Linked DNA regions of Mus musculus: regions 1, 3 and 4 are each linked to region 2. A link is a contact called in public Hi-C data. All regions are on one chromosome and are shown on one strand. The core of a region is the stretch at or near the end of the contact, and the rest is flanking DNA. Distances in the headings are between cores, read along the strand shown.

What was found. Hi-C and Micro-C count contacts between places; a contact is called where the count stands out from the background.
Region 1: a Hi-C map of uterus shows a contact between it and region 2, with 2.5 times the contacts expected there. The contact joins two enhancer-like sites. A contact is called at or near these places in 10 of 484 Hi-C or Micro-C datasets (adipose-derived mesenchymal stem cells, cerebellar granule neurons, cerebellum and 6 more).
Region 3: a contact with region 2 is called in a Hi-C map of uterus, with 6 times the contacts expected there. The contact joins two enhancer-like sites. A contact is called at or near these places in 21 of 484 Hi-C or Micro-C datasets (adipose-derived mesenchymal stem cells, cerebellar granule neurons, cerebellum and 11 more), 3 of 115 datasets of contacts at active chromatin or transcription factors (astrocytes, extraembryonic endoderm stem cells and trophoblast stem cells) and 1 of 9 other capture datasets (embryonic stem cells).
Region 4: a contact with region 2 is called in a Hi-C map of uterus, with 8 times the contacts expected there. The contact joins two enhancer-like sites. A contact is called at or near these places in 3 of 484 Hi-C or Micro-C datasets (all in uterus) and 2 of 115 datasets of contacts at active chromatin or transcription factors (bone marrow-derived dendritic cells and heart atrium).

What each region holds. Positions count from the first base shown.
Region 1 is chr6:141,157,817-141,162,746 of GRCm38.p6, reverse strand. No RefSeq gene overlaps it. Among named protein-coding and RNA genes, the nearest start is that of Pde3a, 89 kb to the left of the region's middle. Within about 2 kb of position 3,151, at least 10 of the 459 cell types and tissues checked have an H3K27ac peak or open chromatin away from gene starts, as enhancers often do. A contact at or near this core is called in uterus, where this site is marked.
Region 2 is chr6:140,923,153-140,928,504 of GRCm38.p6, reverse strand. No RefSeq gene overlaps it. Among named protein-coding and RNA genes, the nearest start is that of Gm30524, 30 kb to the left of the region's middle. Within about 2 kb of position 3,689, at least 4 of the 459 cell types and tissues checked have an H3K27ac peak or open chromatin away from gene starts, as enhancers often do. A contact at or near this core is called in uterus, where this site is marked.
Region 3 is chr6:140,763,013-140,768,258 of GRCm38.p6, reverse strand. It overlaps Gm30215 (a long non-coding RNA gene), which reads right to left. Exons shown (of 10, transcript XR_003956541.1): 5 at 1,128-1,361. Among named protein-coding and RNA genes, the nearest start is that of Gm30215, 85 kb to the right of the region's middle. Within about 2 kb of position 3,163, at least 9 of the 459 cell types and tissues checked have an H3K27ac peak or open chromatin away from gene starts, as enhancers often do. A contact at or near this core is called in uterus, where this site is marked.
Region 4 is chr6:141,090,284-141,095,243 of GRCm38.p6, reverse strand. No RefSeq gene overlaps it. Among named protein-coding and RNA genes, the nearest start is that of Gm30524, 140 kb to the right of the region's middle. Within about 2 kb of position 3,268, at least 9 of the 459 cell types and tissues checked have an H3K27ac peak or open chromatin away from gene starts, as enhancers often do. A contact at or near this core is called in uterus, where this site is marked.

The DNA of each region.
Region 1 (4,930 bases), core at 1,902-4,401, 230 kb before region 2:
GAACTAGTTACTCTAAAGCTCACTGATGAAACTGAAAGCAATTGGAGGCAAAAGCCCACATGAAAGCTGCTGGATTTGGCCATCTGTGTTCCTTCAACCGCAAGTGATACACTCACGCACAGACTCACATAAAAATAAAGCTTGAAGATGTTAACATGTAAAGATGTGTATAATAGACCTAGTTTCTGGATATTAGCACAATGATGACATTATTTTTATTTATTAGCTCTTTTTTTGTCTTCTATGCTATTTCTGGCGTGTATAAATACCTGTTACATGGAGACATCGAATATCTGTTGAATAAACAAATGCAAGAAGCATTAAGACTTCAAACTACAGCACCAAGTTCGTGACTTCATTGTGTGTGTAAAAAAAAAAAAACAGCGAAAATGCACAACATTGAAAGTTGGAGTTTTATCATTTCTTAGGCACTAATCCACATTCCCTATATAGGAAATGCTAAACAGGAAGTCATGTCCCAAATTGAGCTAGCCTGGGCAAGTCCAAGAAGAAAGGGGCTATGGGAAGAAAAACAAGTGTGAATATCAACAGGAAAGGATAGATAACTAGTGAGCACACAGAGCTTTAACCCATCACAGAGAAGCTAGCTATGGCCTGAGTGCAGCAGTCATTGTGTCCTGTTTCCTAAGGTCCTCCCACAGCTGTACACTCCTGTGTAGTCTGACTGGGGGAGCTATGAGTCAGGTGTCCTACCCCACAGTCTTAGTCTTAACTACAGATGTTTGAGAATGGAAAGTCCTCCCGTTCTTGGTGTCTGAAGACAGCCCTGCTGGGATACACCCCACCCCTAAACCTTGAATCACTTATTTTATGAAGAGGGTGTAAACAATTCTGTTCTGCACTGTAACAAAAGCTAGATCTCCTTGTGAAAATTTGCTGATGATGTCTGGCCAGATGGCTTTTACATCCTGCATTTCCGCCCTGTGCTGAGCTTTGATGATCCTCAGCTGCACAGGCCCCATGGTCTGCTTAACTTTTTCCCAGAGTGCTGTCAGCTGGGAAAAATGATTCCTTGTGGATTAAACACTGGACGAGTTATTTTATATAATTGTGTCCAGAGAGCAAATTTAAATGAACAAGAATAATGACTGAGCAAACCTTCATAAAGTTCAAATTTAGCATAGGATGACATGTTTTATATTTGTTGTTGTTCTTGCTGCTGCTGCTACTGCTGCTCAATGCCTTCTGCCAGTAGGATGGCTCAGTGGGTAACTGCACTTGCGGCCAAGCCTGATGACCCGAGCATCTGAATTCTATCCCTGGGAACCACATGATGGAAGGAGAGAACCAAAGCCCATAAGTTATCCTCTGACCTCCATACATCTAACATAGGACTCAGGCACACATGTGCTTGCACATGCACACACACACAAAACACAAAATTTAAGTTTTTAAAATTTCTCATCAAAAACTTGTGATTAAAGATAGTAAATATTTTATTTATTATAAATAAATATATGAAAACAAATATATTTTGTATGTATCCATAGGTCATACATGTGTTAGTTGGATAGGTGTTCTGCTTACATATATTTCCATGTGCCACTTGCATGCCTGGTGCCCATGAAGGACAGAAGAGGGCATTGGATTCCCTGGAAAAGTTATGGAATGAGGGTGCCATGAGGGTGCTAGGAATCAAATCTCAGTCTTCTGGGAAAGTTGCAAGCACTCTTAACAGCTGATCTATCACTCTAGCCCTAATATTTATTATCTTTATATTATGCATCATTAACAATAATTACTGATAGCTGACCTGTTTTATATATTCAATTAATGAATATGTATTGTTCATATGTAAATCTATCAACATAAGCGATTAATGTAATTGTTATATGCTTAGTGGCGGACAGGATAAATTGTTTTTAGAAATGTCTGTCTTTTAAAATCTTGTTCCTATTACTTTTTCTGCCCCAGGTATCAAGAGTCACTTTGTCACTTGAGCACAGTTAGCATGCGTTTTCAGGCAGCAGATGCCTGGTCTTACAACATTCTCTCTCCTCCCTGCTTTCTCCAGAATCATCAAGGAATGTTTTTAAATTCCAGAACTATTTCTCTCACCCATCCCACCCAGTTCCTTGGTCCTTGGGAGAGATGATGTCGTCTTCTATCATTTGCTGCTTCCTTGACTCTTTGTCCCCTGGGCACGTGCTGCTGTCTGCAGTGACGCATCACTTCCAAGAAGGGCCCTGAGTGCCATCTGGCTCCCACGGTGTAGCTAAAACCAGTGGGTATCAGTTCACAAGAAGTTCTTAAGAACTATGGGAGAAAACATCAGAATGTTTACACTCTGGGAACCATCCACATATCAGCACACACACAAATCATTGAAACCAGACTGAACAGGGTTGCTGTCTGTATTGTTACACCAAGTATCATACACTGATGATTCTACCATCCCTCCCTTCCTCTTCCCCTCCTTCCCTCCCTCTGTGTTCCTACCAAAAAAGAAAAAACAAACAAACAAACAAGACAATTATTTTAAGTTGCACCACAAAAGTAGGCTATCAACCCTTCCCAAAATAGGATAAAAATAGCTCTTTACATTTATTTATTCATATCTCTCTCTGTCTCTCTCCCCCCTCCTCTCCCTCCTTTTCCATTCCCCTCCCTCCCCTCCCTCCACTCTGCTCTCTCTTTCTTTCTTCTCTCTTCTCTCTTCTCTTCTCTTCTCCTCTCTTCTCTTCTCTTCTCTTCTCTTCTCTTCTCTTCTCTTCTCTTCTCTTCTCTTCTCTTCTCTTCTCTTCTCTTCTCTCCTCTCCTCTCCTCTCCTCTCCTCTCCTCTCCTCTCCTCTCCTCTCCTCTCCTCTCCTCTCCTCTCCCCTCCCCTCCCGCTCCCGCTCTTGCTCTGTCAGGGATGAACTCACTTCCTAGTCCTCATGAGGCAAATGCTCTACCACTGAGCCACATTCCCAACTACAGTGAACTCTAGTGTTTAAAGAGCCACATTTACTATCATCAGCATCTTTATTGCAGAAGGGGATACTGACCTCTCCATGAGTCTGCATCATCTCTACATCAGGAAAACAATGCTCAGCTTTGAAATAACATTGGCTCCCATCATGCTCCGTTCCACTCACACACCCACACATATTAAAGGCACTGCTGTTAAAAAATAGGGTCATGTGGCATACTGTTCAGCTAGACTAAGACTCCACTTCCTGATCGTGTGAGGCATGCCCTTGTCTTCCACCGAGGAATGTTTTGGCTCTAATTTCATTAATGCTACTAGGATTTGTCTGTTTCTAAGAAATATAAAACAAGAATCTTATGAATGCATTTCTGTGCCTCAGTTACAAAATGTCATCCTAACGATTTCATAAAGTGTTAGAAAATGTTGGGGGAAGCGTCAGGAGCAAACAAACTAATATCTAACAGCTGAAAAATCCTCTGTGTCTGCATTTCTGAATGTTTGACTCATGTGTGGAGGTTCTGGAAGATACTGATACTTGGAGACCATCTCTAACAGTTTTGCTTTCTGTGGTGAGGTGTGGTATGTCCCCAGCACCAGGGGTTCTGCACAAAGCTCCCTGGGCAATTCTATCTCAAGCTGAGACTGAGAAACCTCTGCAGGAGTGTGTGTGTGTGTGTGTGTGTGTGTGTGTGTGTGTGTGTGTGTGTGTGTGCTGGGTGCACATGGCTGTATGCATATGCATGCACTGCCTTTGTGTATTTGCATATGTATATATGTGCTTATGTGTGTATTTTTTTTTTCAGAATCTCATCAAAACTTACATTCCTTCCCTTGGAGTACTAAAAGACATTACCTCTTCGTGTGAGAAGAATATGCATTTGGTTGTAGATTTGAAAGTTCTATATATACCTGCTAGGAGTGTTTGGTTTATGCTACTGTTCAAGTCAGCTGTTTATGGGTTTCTTTCTTCTTGTCTTATTTATTTATTTTTAAAGATGTGTTTATGTATGTGAAAACTCTGTTTGCATATATGTCTATTTGCATATATGTCAGGCATATATTTGCCTGACAGAAGAGATCATCAGACAGAAGAGGGCATCATATCCCACTATAGATGGTTTTGAGCCACCATGTAGTTGCTGGGAATTGAACTCAGGACCTCTGAGGGAACAGCAACTGCTCTCAACTGCTAAGTCATCTCTCCAGTCTTTGTCTTATTATTGAAAGCATAGTTTTAAAGTCTCATACTTTATTACATTGACCTTAGTTTCTCTTTTTAGATACATCAATTATAACCTAGTCATATATATAATGTGTTTGCAGTTGAATGTGGAATATTTATATCATGCTAGGCATAATTATGACCTGGTTATTGTTGTTTCCGTAAATAAAGCATGACATAAGGAGATATAGTTTTATGTCAGCTTGACAAGGGACAGATTTGTAATGATGAATCTTCATTGTCAGTTTGACAACATCTGGATTAACTAAAAGCCCAAGTGGCTGGACACATCTGTGAAGGATTCTTCTTGATTGTATTATTTGAGATAGGCAAACCTACTCTAAATCTGGGCCACATCTTCTTATGGAATCCTATTTAAATAATGTGGAAGAAGAAAGCTTGTGCCCATTGCCCTCATTTAGTTGACAAATTCAAATATCATGTTGCTGAGGCATTCCTTCATGGGCATTAGATAGAGGCTACTTCATCAGTATCTGATGTACACTGAATACTACCTGAGACATTCAGCCTCATGGACTGGAAAACTACTGTATTGGGGCGTTCCATCAGGAGGGAGCCATCATTAGAATAATGGGACCAGAGCATTTAATTCACTTTAATAATAATTATATACTTCTGCATGGTCCTTGCTACTGGGCAGATCCCTAGTTGGTCTGCTCCCGTGAAGACTCCATATCACAATCCATCCTAGAGGACCCACTGCACTCAGAGCATTTGGTAAGAACCCACCCCCACCTCCAGTCGCAGAGGTACGG
Region 2 (5,352 bases), core at 2,440-4,939:
GAGATTTAGCATTGTCTTCATGCTTGCAAGAATAGCACCACAGGGGAAAGTCATACTTCTCGTGTCTTTCTACAAGTTAGAGGAAACTCCCCCTGGAGCCAATGGAGCCCTGGGGTTAGTAAATATTGAGGTAAGTGGGTTACCTTTTCTTTTTGGGACAGAAGTCATGGAGATACAACATGGTGTATCTCTGCTGTAGAAAGTAGCCAGGAGACAGAGAAAGCAAGCGAACCGGGACAACCGTGGGGCTCTCCATCTCACGTAAGCAATGTAATATGAACTCTAGACAGACTGCAGATGCTTATAGTGAATTATAATGAGTCACCGACAATAAACACTGCAAAGATGTAAATAAAAAACTACAAGCCACTCATGTTTTTAAAAAATATTTAAATGATTCAGGAAGGCAAGGAAGGAGTCTGTGGATGTTTAGGCAGAGGCAGTAGGAACAACTAACACTCTACAGTAGAGATAGATTTAATCATATCAATAACTTCACTAGAAGTTCAATAAGCAACATTCCCTCTGCAGTGGATAAAGAGCTAGGGTACAATATTTTAGACAAAAAATAATCTGGAAAACATCATAAACCACAGGGACATAATGAAACCAAACAGAACTAGAAACTGTGAGCACACATTACTTGACAGTATGCATGGATGTATGTCTGCCAAGACGGAACACAGAACCATAAAGCAAGTCTCTGCCAAGTCAGAAATGTTGAAATGCAGTGTGCGCCTCCTCACCATGGAAGAGAACTAGGTCAGAAGTCAACAATGAAAACATGCGTGTGATCTCAGTACATGTGAGATTTTGCAGGTTTCTAAGAACATCAAGAGTATAGAGTACTTTAAATTGGTTAATTCAGCATCATCAAGTTTAAAGCCAAAATAAATCAAATTAAAACTGTTTTTTCTTTGAAAGAAACATTGAGAAGATGCAAAAAGAATTCCCCCCAAATTGAACACAAGCATCCAGACATATGCTCAGTCAAGAGGACATCAAAAGGAAGGTGTGTACACTGTATGGTTGAACTCATAGACAATTCTAGAAAGTGCCAGCCAACCAATACCAACAGGAAGTTGATCAGTAGATACCTGGGACAGGTGAGGGATTGACTACAAAAAGGCAGAGAAAAACTTGGGGTTCCAAAATTATTTTGTGTGTGGATTTAGTCCAGGTACCTGGTTGTGTCACATCCACCTTCTCTCCCCATGTCAAGTGCAAAAACACAAAGAAAGGCATAAAGTCAAAACTCAAAGGCCATGTTACGATTGCGGGCTCAGTTGCACCTGAAATCCCATATCAGAGCTCTAAGTACATTGAGTTTAAGGCAATTTCCCTACTATTTAATACCGAATCCAAAAACCCTTAAAGTTAAAGGCAGCTAGTTGAGTTTTTTATTATTTATTTTTATTAGCCCAGATTTTTTTTTTTTAATGAGGAGAGCAAGATGGCCAAAGTTACCCCATGGAACAGTTTGCCTGCTGCCCTGAATCATCATGGGTGACCCTTCAGCAAAGGGGAGTGTTCTAGTAAACACGTTCTAATGTACCATCCTAAAACACATGATCCATCACATAAGCCACAAAGCAGATTAAGATGCAGTGCAAAGACTGGGAGAGGGGCAAAGGCTGGAGCTGCTAATCCTTATGGACTGACCCATGTCCTTCAGAGCAGAACCAACCTGAGTACATACTGGGAGAGGTTACAGTGTCAGAGAAGCTGGACCCTGTGTGCTAGCAAGCACCCGAAGAGCCTGCCAAAGCTCAGTGGGTAGCATGCCTACTGCATAAACATGAGGACCTGAGCAGCTCGAACTCAGGGCGTGGCAGTCACACACCTGTCACACCACCACCTGGGTCAGGCAGACACCGGAGAATTTGCTGGTCAGCAAGGCTGGTCAAAGCATAAGTTCCAGTTTCAGGGAGGGACTTTGTCTCAAAATATAGACTAAAGATATGGCTCAGACAATAGGGATGCTGGCAACCAGGCCAACCTAAGTTTGATCTCTAAAAACAACATGGTAAATGGAGAGAACTGACTCCTGCAAGATGTAGATGTTCTCTACCTCTGTGGGTACAAGATGAGAGAGAAAGAGAGAGAGAGAGAGAGAGAGAGAGAGAGAGAGAGAGAGAGAGAGAGAGAGAGACCAATAAGCACAAATGATACCTGTATGTATGCATGTGGAGACTCCCAGTGTCGACCTCTGACCTCCACATACATGCACATGGATACCCGCATGAGCACACACATACACGTATCATAACATGTGTCTGGGTCAGAGGGGAAAAAGATTATGGGAGAGAGTTTAAATAGCTGTTCCCTTTTAGTGGAAGCACCCTATCCTAGAGGGAGCTGGGAGGGAAAGCTAAGGAAACATACAAGGCTCTGAAAAGTTCAGAAAATTACAGGATTCACAGGCCACTTTTCAAGGTTATAAAAGCAGTTAAGGGTTATAAAAGTGTTACACTGGTGGCAAGAAGAGACCCTCAAGTGGAACTGCCTGCACGATGGGTGGGGAGCAGCGGGGATGCACCTCTATACTAGTTGTCTCCCCTCCAGGGGTGGGCTTTTCAAGGCTGTGGCAGTCTTTGTGTCCCCTTTTCTCCTTGCCCTGACTATCCTGAGCAAACCCAGTACACTCGTCAGTTCGGTAGCTGGCCTCCGAGTCCTTTCTTTGTGCCCTATTTGGGGTGAACTGATGTGTGTTCATGTCTCCTCAGGAAAAGCCATGCATCATGAATATTCTAAAATTTTGAGTGATGACATGCAAGATTTAAAAAACAAAACAGATGCGGGGAAAAAAATGTTAAAGGCATTTGAGGACTGGGAGAGTATGGGGTCTGTCATCAGACACTAAATCTAATTCTTACAGAGCTAAATCGCATCCATATGTAAATAAGCTATAGAATGAAGCCATAATGGAGAAGACAGTTGGAGCGCAGGCTGCAGGCTCCAGGGTGACTTCTAATACACACTGACAACAGGACCGCAGGCCCTGAGGTTGGCAAGGCTCAGCTCCCAGCTCAGGACATCTGACAATGAGTATCCCTCCCAGGCACCTGTCATGGAAGGCCCTCCAGACTTCTCATTGCTGGGGCTTAAGCAATCCAAGTGTTCCTCTAGACATCAGCACTAAGACCCCTGTTAATCTCACCCATCTTCCAAAATAAACTGGACCTGAAGAAAGAAAGTCAAGAGGCTGTAGAAGAGCGTGCACTTGGCTGGGGAGGGGGAAATAATGAGTGTGGGAAGATCTGGAGCCCAAAGAGCTCACCCGGGTGTTGTGTGCGCGGTAGAGAACCAGCCACGGGTACGCCAGGGAGCCTGCTGTCTGTGCACTTAGACATACGACAGATGCCGGATCCCTAGCTAGAAAATGAGGGGATTCAATCAAGAGAAGCGATGCCCAACTTCCTCCCAGCTGTAAGGCTTTCAAAGCTAGATACCATGAGTATAAAAACTAAATGGAATATGTTGAAATAAGGTGAAGGATTCGATGTTTCGTAATTAAATCAGCAACAGACACTGATCCCATGCCTTCATAAACGTGTAGGTATTTCCTCCACGGAAGCCAAACTTAGTCGTGGGAGGCGGGGGATGGAGGGAACAGGACAGAGGTTGGGTGGTGGTGGTAGTGGTGGACAGGACAGGATACCATAATTTAACAGTCTGAAAGAGGCAGCAAAGACAACAAGAGACCTTGGGCCCTTGTTTTTGTTAATGAAGTGCTGCCCCCTGCAGTTAGGGAACGACATAGCATTTCAGTTTGAACTTCCTTAATGGCAAAACCTACATTGAATTATTTTTTAAAATATCATTACTTCTTGCATTTGTGGGTGGTGTATGCGTGTTTGATTAGGATTGATATAAAAAAGAGACAGGATGAAAATTTTTAAGCAGGTAATCACAGGGAAGAAAACCACTTCCCCCTTGTGCAAGTCAGTGTGAGGGGGAATCAGCTGGCGTTTTGCCTGCCCTGTAGAGCCTGGCTTTCCTTTCTTTGTTGGATTTGCAGCTGAAGGGGAACAATACCCCTCTTTCTGTATTAGTCAGCCTTGACGGGTTGGTAAGAAGACAGTGACATCGAATGTGGCGGAAGTTGAGAAAGCATAATAGCGCAAAAACGTACAGGTATGTGCTAGCCTAAATATGTCTAGGGTGATTGATTATTATTGCTACAGTTCAGTAAGTTTCTGTCTTTGATGTGGGAGTTTCAGTGAGGAAGTGTATAGTGAATTAAAATGTATAGACTCTGGGCTCAGGGGTTACCTGGGTTTTAAAAAGCAGCTCTGGTTTCCAATAGCTACAGTAACTTACGTTGCGACATCTGTTTAGTGCCTCACTTCCATCAGCTATGAAATAAAGATAAATAAATAAATCAGAGAGGGAGATGGGTGTGATCCAGCCCCCACTGCTCCACATGTCTACCCTTTCATCTCTGTCATCCATGTTTCTTCTCATCCAGAGCACCGGATCCCTGCCCGTCTCTCCTCTTGTCACGTGTCCTCCTTCCTCTCCCAACGCCCCTCTCTCCTTTCCATGTTCCCTCTCTTACACTCAAATGTATCTCAGTCTATGTGGCTGCAGACTATTACCTTGCTCAGCTGTGCTCTTAAGGACCTTTCTAATTTGGTTGCTCTAATTCCCTTCGTTCGACAAAAATAGCATGTATTTCCCCAATGTAGGGCAACATAAGAGTTGTGTGCTTGTTAAGTGGCTGGTGAACTTGTATACATGGAAAAAGGAAAACAAATTTTTAATTGCTCATGATTTTTCTTTTACGGGATAACTTATCAGGAATGTGATAATGAATGAGCCAGGCATGGTGGGGTATACCTATAATTCCAGAACTTAGGATGTGGAGAAAGTAGAATTAGAAGTTCAAAGAGCCCAAAGACAGCCTGGATTACATGAGCCTGTGTGTGTGTGTGTGTGTGTGTGTGTGTGTGTGTGTGTGTGTGTGTGTGTGTTTGAGAGTGTTTATGGATGGATGGATAGATAGATAGATAGATAGATAGATAGATAGATAGATAGATAGATAGATAGATAGATAGATAATGTGTAGATAAATACCTGTGTGTATGGTGTGTGTGTGTGTGTGTGCAACTGGTTTTAAAGTTTAGTGCCCATAGTCCCACATGTACAAGACCACATCCCATGAACTAAGAGATCAGGTCCTGTCAAGTCCCTTGAATCTTTCCGTTCCTGGGTTGTGTTTTATCAACCATCTATCCCCCAGATGCTTGGCCATGAAGGTACATTTACATTGAACAATTTGAATACACTGTCAGTTACTGGGTAACTTTCTTTGTACTGAATTTAGTAGTACATTAGACAATACAAAAA
Region 3 (5,246 bases), core at 1,914-4,413, 160 kb after region 2:
TCACATAAAATTCACCCGAGGCCCTTATAGAGAAACGCACGTTGTCTCTGCCCCTCTCCCACACCCCCTCCCATGGTCAGCCTCTGCAGGGCTCTCTCTCTCTCTCTCTCTCTCTCTCTCTCTCTCTCTCTCTCTCTCTCCCTCTCTCTCTCTCTCTCTCTGTTATGGGCTACAAAAGCAGACAGACATCGGGTTATGCTACACTGGACCGTAAGGATAGCTAGGCTTCTGAGGTTAGAAGTTAGGGGCTGTGATCTCAAGAACATGATAGAGGGCTAGAGAAGACAGCTGCAGCACCTAAAAAACAGCAGAGCTTCTGTGACAATGGCTGGGTCCCTACACAGCCTGGGGAATTGGGTCAGCGCCCTATAGAGGAAGAGAATGGAAACAGGGGTGGGGGTGGCCGGAGTGGGGTGGAGGAGGCATCTTCACTTGGACCTCACGAACTTAAGCACCAGTCTCTTCTCGGCATCAACTGGAAGGGAGAACAGAGGCTCTTTTCCAGTTCTGGTTCATTTCCTTCCCTCTGAGAGAGGCAAAGAAGTTGTCCTGATAGAAACGGCTTGATTTTGAATACTCTGCTAACCAGGCAAATGCAAGCATCCCTTCCATTTGATCTTAACAGTGAAGAAATTAGACGCCTTTGTTTTCACCTGCCATACCGAAAACCTTGCAATTCTTTGACTGTAGCCAAAAGGGCTTCTTATAATCCCCTTGCTTTAAGCTAAATAGACATCCTATTCTAGTTCCCGTATTCTCTGTGGTGACATCCTGTTCTAGCCCCTCCCCCACCCCCATTCTTCTCCGAGTTCCCTGACCACACAATGTCTAGAGCAAAAGAGCTGACAACATGGAAACCCAGTTTTACTTAGCTAGCTCAGCACTTTGACATTTTACACCTGCAATGTATGTTCGTTTTGATTAAATTAAATCAAATTAAAGTTGTACATACCCCTCCTTCAATGACCAATTTCTAAGAGAAAATATCTTTATTACAACTTTTTGCCTAATTTGGGCACCGTGAGTCATTGCTAGACCAATTAGCTTTTTTGTATATAGAGCTTATGAAGTAAACCAAAAATAGACAAAACATTATGATGTCTCTACAGAAGTCAAAGCTTTCTCACCTTCCAGGTCAGCGGCAAGAATGACAGAAGGGTCATGGGGCTTAGAAGGGTGTAACTGCTTCCTGCTGAAGAGGGTGGATTGTATTGTCTACTTTTCAGTGATTGCAGGTTAGATATCAGCTTCGACCGTGGTTTAAAGCCCGAAGATCTTCCTTGATTTCCTTGCCTGAAACTTCCTGACTTCAGCCAGATCACGAAGGTTCCAGATTTTGATTCTGAGATAATGGTGAATCTCTAAGAACAAAGAAAGGAAGGGACATTGTTTCTGTTCTATTGTCCGCGCAGCTGCGTTTATCAGGTTAAGACGCACAGATCATAAACGAAGGAGAAAAGACTGATACGATTTAGAATTCACATTTGCTAGGAGAGCATTTTCTCATCCATACGGATCGTAACCATTTCACATATGAACACATCATTGAAGAAATTGTCTATAGAATGGTTCTGTCCATTTATCCACGTTCTCACTAAGAGAAAAAAAAAACATGTTGTTTTGCTATAAAACTGTATCTGAATACAAATAGGGAAATACAGTCCTCAGAGGTTTCTGAACCCTTGCGAACTCGTCACGGACACACTGTTTTCTATGAGCACAAAGGTAAGATCGCCACCTTCTGGCTAGGTGCTCTAATAGCATCTTCTCATTGTGAAATTTCTAGTAACTTCCAAAATTTGAGTCTATACCGTTTTGATGAAGACTTTGAAGATTTCAGTCACTTGACGTCCAGTTTAAGTGGAAAAAGTCTCTTGTCTAAATGCTAAAAACACACAAAACATTACTCTAAAGATGTATTTGTTCTTCACACTACTGTTGCAGGAAATATTTTAAAATGCACCATCCCACACTATACCCAGCTACTCTGCCCATGTCTCTCCACCTCTAGCCTAGCCATGATGCAGTCTTCCCAGCTCTGGTTTATCTGCCTCAGAGCTGCCTGTACCTTCTCAGCCATCCACCCCCTGCGGCTAGTTGTCACAAATCCCCTTAGCCCAGTAAATCAAAACTCTAGAAGCTTAGAATTAGTCAGTCAGATTTATATATCAGTAAATTCTCAATTCACAAGATGCCCACACAGCAATTTCAGAGCCAACTGATAATGATACAAGCTGCCCACCTAGATTAGACAAGTTATCCCAATTATTCTATCCTTTTATGATATATTCATGGCTACCTGTGGCTATTTAACGCCACACTGAATCTAGAGCATCTTCCTCTTCCTCCGTTTTCCTTCCTTCTCTCTCCTCCTTGTCCTCTCTCTCTCTCCTCTCCTCCTTCTCCACCAAACTTTTCAGCTCCACCTTCCCTTCCACTGCCCAGTCACCGGCCCTAGCCTTTATTTTACCAGGTGGGGAGCAGGTTTACAAGAAGTCACTGGTGATACAACCATCATCCGCAGCCCCTCCTGGGGAAGCAGAATTAGCATCAAAATACAAACAGCACCAGGACTATCCACAACACACCACAACAGTGAAGGTGTCAAAAGCCAAAGGTATTTTCTCTAAGTGTTCCTTAAGAAGCTAAGGACAATGGAGATGATTCACTGTGTAAAATACTTGTTGGGCCAACATGATGGCCTGAGCTTGGGTCTCCAGCACCTACAAAAGTCTTGGTATGGCAGAGTAGACATGTAATTCAAGCAGTGGGGAGGCAGAGACAGGCAAATGCATGGAGCTCATTGGCCAAACAGCCTAGTTAAAGAGAGCTCTAGTTTTGGAAGAAACCCTGCCTCTGATAATAAAGTAGACAGCAACTGAGAAAGACACTCCACTGACATCACTGACCCAGTCTTCGTCTGCGCATACACACAGGCAGATGCTGGCAGATGTGGGGCGTTTGTATTCTAAACATAGTGTCAATTATCAAATTTCCTTAGTTTAACAGTTGCAACCTGAGCGGCAACTCCACCAACAGGGATCAGTTGGTGAATTTAAAAACAAAGAAAAAGAAAGAACTTGGATGAAAAGTCCAACCCCAGATTCAAGCATAATTCTCCGCCCTAATCGGACTCCAACCAGCAGAGTTAAGTCCAGCCGAAACCATTTCCTGTGAGACTTCACAGGAGTCCTGTGACATCACCATTTCAGCCACCAGGAACACTTTGAGTTTCCTACTCCCCCGAAAAAACTCCTTCATACAAAACTCCCTTTTAAGGGCAATCTCCCTGTCTCTGGATTTGCCCAGAAAACGTATCACAAAAAAGCAGATTTTTTTTTTTAATTTACTTTCTTAGTCAATTAAATCTGAGGCAATTCCAGGACAACTCACTCCACTGGCAGAATGTTGCTCAGCATGATCCTACGGAGGTGTGGGAGACAAGTGGAATAATCTTATACAATCTTGTTTCTTTTTCCTATACTTTATTTATTAGCAGTTTACGTTTGCATGTGTAAAGGTGTCTATATCCCACACTCCACATCTGGAGGTCAGAGGACAGACTTACAGAGCCGGTCTGTCCTTCCTTCCACCTTGGGTTCTGGGGATGAACTCGGGTTGTTAGACCTATGCAGCTTGTGTTGTGACCACTGAGCAATCTCTTATGGTCCTCTGTTGTGGTTTCTTGGAAGGGGGTCTCACTCTACAGTCCTGGCTCACCAAGGACTCAGTCTGTAGCCCACAGTGTCTTTGAACTCACAGCCATCCTCCTGCCTCACACTCTCAAGTGCTGGGATTATAGATAGGCACATCACACCCAGATGTAATATCACTGCTATTTATGCAAAAGGTCACATAAAGTCCAGTTTGTAGAGAGTGTGTACCTAGAGAAACATAACTGCTCCAGAGAGATGAGTTTCAGTATTGCCAAGAAGCCAGGAAACAGCAGCACCATCCTTGGAGAGCTTGCTGACTCTTTGCCTAGTAAGACAATGAAAATATTATGACAGCTTGCTGAGTCTTGGCCTCAAAGGTATTATTTTCTCAGGAGATAATTCTGCAGAATTATATGGAAAAGTCAACCATTGAAATCGTAAGTCAGATAGCTGATGTGTTCTAAGTGAGCTCAGACATCAGCAGAGGCAAAGAATGTGTAGAAGAAAGCAGAGCTCTCCCCGGTCTTCTGCTCAAAGATGACATTGACCGTTGTTGCTTATGTGCGAATGTGAATACAAACAAGTAAGTTATACAGTAGGTTAGCCACTTTGTGTGCCAAAATACTAACAGCAAGGCTGTGACGCTGTCCCACAGCCACCAGAGTGCAGAGAACCACCAATCACGAGTTTCCACCAAGTTACTCACAACAATCAATGTGGAGGGCAAGAGGCCCTGTAAGCAAGCCACTCTGTCCTGGAGACACCACAAGTCATCTATGGTAAAAGGCACTCAGACCTAGGGCTAGTTCAGATTTGTGTTGTATCTCAGGTTAAAATACTGCCCACATATATCACTTCCTATTTTTTCAGGGCACTCTGGGCACACAGGCAGTTCTAAACTTGAGGTCATTCACTTGTTGTTCTACAGATAGGAAATAGCTCCTAGGTTCTCCATTAAAAAACTTTTTATACTGAGTCTAAAAACCCACAATACCCTCTTGAACAGATATTAGCAAATGTGGTGCTATGAACAATGGGGACCAAGATGCTGAGGTCTGCTAGAAGTACCACATAGCTCACACGGCTGGCATGGCCTGCCAGAGCAAGTGACAATACACAGGTGCTATTACAGGCTTTTCTCCAAACACTGAGGGGTACCAGCAGGAGATAAAGAATAGTGTGACATAATCAAACTTGCTTTTTTGGTTTTTTGTTTGTTTGATTTTTTTCCTCTGTATGTACACAAGTCCATGTGTGTACATTTACATGTGCATATATATATTGGGATATACATATATACATACATATGCATATACATATATGTATGAGAATTTATTAAAATGGTATACAGGCTGTGGTCCAGTTAATCCAACAATGGCTGGATATGAACAGAAGGTCCAGTAGTTGCTCATTCCCCAAGGCTGGATGTCTTAGCTGGCTTTCAGTAGATGCTGGAATCCCATCCCAAAGGAGTAGGCTCTAATGCCAGTGAAGGAATGGACTTGATAGCAAGGCAGAGCAAGCAGGCAGAAAGCAAAAAGTTCCCTTCTTCCATGTCCTTACATAGGCTTCCAGCAGAAGGTGTGGCCC
Region 4 (4,960 bases), core at 2,019-4,518, 170 kb before region 2:
TGTATTATATGCTCAATCATACACAGTCCCCTCATAGAGCACAGACATGGAGGAGATTGAGCAACAATGGTGGAGTCATGGAAAGGGCCTGGAATACAAGGGGGTGATGTGGATAGAGATGACTCAAGGCAAGACAAGACAGTCAATGCTATAGGAAAGAAAAGACTTAGATGAAGCAAGAAGATATTGAAAGGCAGGTATTTAGGCAAAAAGTGTGTGTGTGTGTGTGTGTGTGTGTGTGTGTGTGTGTAGGTATGTAGGTGTGTGTGTGTATGTGTGTAAAAGCTTGAAACCCAGCAATTATAGGAACCCCCAAGTAGATCTGAAAATATGATTTATGTGGACGTGTAAGGAAGTATGAGGAAAAACACGAAACTAAACACAGGCCAAGGATATTAGATGTAAGTAGATGTTAAAACTCACCCTGAATGCCCCTTGCGGGCTATCAGAGGGTAATCATGATGGTTTGATTGGTCGCTTAGGAGACACATTTTTGTGTATGTGTGGCGTGGGAAGATCTACACTGAATGTGGGCAGTGCCAGCCTGTGGGCTGTGGTTCCAGACTCGCTACAAGGGAGCCAGTGAGGGCCGTGTCAGGACCCTATGTCTGCAGTGTAGGTTGAATGCAACCAGCTGCATCCCACTCCTCTTACCAAGCAAGCGTTCCCTGCCATGATGGGATGTATCCCCAAATTTGTAACCCAAAATAAACATTTTAAATTCCTTCTATGGCCCATGTTTGGCTCAATTAATGCAAAAAGAAAATAGTAAAGAAAGTGGAGAGATGGGATGGAGAGATACAGCGTAGAGATAAATGATAAAAAACGGAATGCTGGCTGTTCCTGAAGCTCACGTCTTGGAAAATGGCAAGAAGCCTATGTGGAAGCGCCATTGACTCTAATGATTCTGTGGAGAAGAAACTCACAGGGAGGGCCAGGCTTTCCAGAGAGGCTTCGTCAAGCAACTGGTGAGGCACTGATATTTGGTTGGGTTCCAGGGATGGGGGAACTGAAATAGTCTTCTACTCAAGAAGTCAGGTAAGGACTCTGAGAGGGTTACACCCTCCATGGTGAGAACAGAAGAGGGCTCTTACTAAGGGATGGACATATGGAGCTTTCCAGAAAGAGCAGATGCTGTGTCTCAGAGGAGTTCCCCGAGGTGAGACTCACAGGACTGAAGGACTCAACCAGACACAGGATGAAGTCACTTGAAAGGAAATGGTTTAGGTAGATTGAGTGTGTGTGTGTGTGTGTGTGTGTGTGTGTGTGTGTGTGAGAGAGAGAGAGAGAGAGAGAGAGAGAGAGAGAGAGAGAGAGAGAGAGAGAGAAGGAAATATGAGCTCACCTTGGCTGTGAAGAGTGTCCAGGGGAGAGATAAAAAGAGAATAAGCCAGTACCGAGCCTGTGGAGATGGTAAATTACAAGGACACTTTCCATTGCCAGGAAGTACTGCAGGGCTCATGTCTCACTGGAGCGAGCAACGCAGGTTGGGGAAAAGGACGTGTCTTCTCACCTTGCCCCTTTCAACTCTTCCCTGCCAATGTCTACAAAAGGTTCAGATTATTAAATTTAGCTAATCCGTTATTGTTATACCTTAAGACAGCAATCAATGGTTTAAATCTCAAGTGACCACAAGCCTGTCCATTCACACCATCATCCTCTGAGCCTGGCAGAAACCTTGGTTGTTCAACTGTAGTTCCAGATACACTGTTGGGCATTCACGTGTCCCTGTCAGACAAACAATTACCTAAGTGTTTCTTATACAAGGCAGCAATATTTCTCTTTTCTCTGCTCAAAATCAAGGTGTTCCACTATCGAAATCAAAAGCTCTCATTTGGAAAACATCTTAATCCTTACACACCCCAAATATCTACAAAGCTGTCTGCATTTTAACCTGTTTCCAAGGTTTAGAATACAGCTCTGTGACAAAATGCTTGCCTCACATGTATATCAAAACCTAAGTTCTGCCTCTGACTTTGCAAAATATTTCATATATGTAAATTGTTTAACATAATGAACAGTTTCGGGAGCAAGGCAACTTACCACTAGCCTTCATAAGTTCCCTTCCAGGAAATAAGATTTTGAGAATCTGTGTCCAGAGATACACGACTATTTCACGGCCCCAGATACTACCAAACTCATTTTCTTATTTGTTAAACTGTAAAGTCAAGGTTAACATATTTCTTCGCCATTGAAATGTCTCTTGCATTTTTTTATATATGCATGATACTCTAACGATACCAGTTATTGGTTATTTGTATTTTGGCTGGATTCTTGGTTGGGAATGAAGAACACAGCCTACAAGGGGTCTCAGCTAGAATGTGTGTTCAAAAGGATGCTTAGGCGTGGGGAGTGAAGCCACTTAACTTCCAAATGAGAAACTGACACATCTCAGATCTTATTTTGAATAATGTATTATGAGATACTATTTAAGAACCTAACTCCACAAGCAGAGCCACCTGGTTTAAAGAAATCAACTAGCAGCTGGAGAGATGTATCAGGCATATAAGAGCAGTTGTTGCTCTTGCAGATCAGCCTGGCTCTATCCCAGCACCCACATAGAGGCTCACAACCACCTATAACTCCCGTGTCAGGATCTGATCAGGACAGGTGCCAGCACTCACCCTGTGGACACACATGCAGAGAAGCAGAACACATAAAATAAAATAATTCTAATCTTTAATATCGACTAGTAGAAAAGCATAATTTTGCAGCGATGGGTGGCAGATTATTGACTTTTAATAACAAATGAAGATTTGCAGTCTCCTTTTTAAGATAGCTCAAAAATATATAAATATAGAGTATTATATGATCTAATTCAACCTAAAGACATGAGCATATAACCCATCCATTCTTACACGTTTTGTGACAGAGTCACAGCTTTTATCATGTAGATCAAGGAGAGGAGGAAACCTTGGCAGAGTGAAACAAAGGGAAATGATAATTTATTTTTTTACTTTTAAATTTTAGCATTATTATATATGTGCATGATATGGGGAGGGGGTTTCAAGTAAACATGTGGCACAATGTGTGTGGAGGTCAGAGGACAACTCTGGAAACTCAGTTCCACTGAGGGACCAGGGATCAAACTCGGGTGGGCAAGCTTACACAGTGCCTTTGCCTGCTGAGACATCTCTTTGGCCCCACCTTTGCCTCTGAAACAGCTCATTGGCCCCACCTTTGCCTGCTGAGACATCTCATTGGCCCTGCCTTTGTCTGCTGAGACATCTCATTGGCCACTCCTTTGCCGCTGAAACAGCTCATTGGCCCTGCCTTTGCCTGCTAAGACATCTCATTGGCCACTCCTTTGCCCACTGAGCCATCTCATTGGCCCCCACTTTCATTCCTTGATAATTCATGGATTTCTGACGTGAGTGCATGAACATAACTTCAAAGTGTCTGATGCTTCGTATCAGAAATGGGCCGTGCTTTCTGAAACACGAGATTAAGCGATGATGGATGATGTTGTGCCTGACTACGTGGGATGACAGCCAAGGACCAGATGCTGTGGATAAATAACAGCTAAAAAGGCACCACACATACAGCCCAATTAACAGCATGCTTTACTCGTGTTTCAAAACTTTGCAGTCATTCAACAGATATGAAAAGATCCACATGATCCTGGGCTTTCTGCTCTGCTCACAGCAAGTGAGTGATGATCGCGGCAGCTGATATTAGATCTCTTCCCTGGGAAACCTTTCCTTCAAGCACAGCGGACCTTGGGCTCCTTCCCTGTGGCTGCAGAGATTGATAAACGCCTACCCAACTCAGTAACATTTTCCAGACGTCCAGACAATGAATTCATAACATACACATCCACTTCCCTTGAAAGCACAGGGGCTGAGATTCTTGTTTCCAGAGAATACAGGGTAAGTTTATTTTTAAGGAGAATTAATGAAATAGGAATGGGATTACTACACGATTCTCCAGCCACTGTTTATCCAGAGAGCTGCTTGCTGACGTCTGTCTTTTTCCTCAGGGGCCTGCTCCAATTAAAATGGGTCTATCTCCAATCAGGTTTTATCTGGCCACTGCATACTTGATAAGGAACCCACCACCTGGTTTCTCCTGACTCACACTTTGAGAACAAATTCCTACATTTTGGCTTATGTTAAATGTTGGCTTTGTCAGGTAGAGATGGGTAAAACAGAGCCTTGTTTTGCTTTGGGCCTTTTTTTTTTTTCCTTCCTTGTCTGTTATGGTTCCACAGTAAAAGGGCAACAAAATATTTAAGAATGAGATTTTTCCAATTTCTTGTTGTTCTTGGCAAATCTCTGTGTTTTCTCCATCAGCATGTCTTCATCTAAGGACATGTGTCATATTTATAGTTTCAGGCTGTACAACAAGTTAAAAATATTTTTAAACCATAGATCAAGACTGTGGGGATAGCACAGTTTTTAAAGTACTTGCCTTGCAAGCACGAGGACTTCAGTACTAACCACAGAACCCAGGTATTTAAAAAAGAAAACCCAGATGTGGTGACTCACACTTGTCACCCAGCACTGGGGGGGATGGAGACAGGTGCATCCCTGAAGTCCAAGCTAGTGAGCCTAGTCTACTTGGTGAATCCTGGATCAGTGTGAGAGAGAGGCCCTTGCTCAGAAATAAAAAAGGTGGACAACTCAGAGATGCCCTGATCCCCACATGCACCTTCATATGCAGACATATTAACATGTACATGGGCATGAGTATGTTCTCACACACATGCACACACACACACACATACATACATATATATATATACACACAAAGCACACACATGCACATAGAGGCCACACACACATATGCACACATACACAGACATGTATATACACATGCACACATGCACATATATACAAACACATATGCATACACATGTATACACACATGCACACACGCACACACACACGTACCACAGTTGCCGTACTTGCCATTTTCCTGAAGATGATCTTGATTTATTTAGACATATTTATGTTGGGAC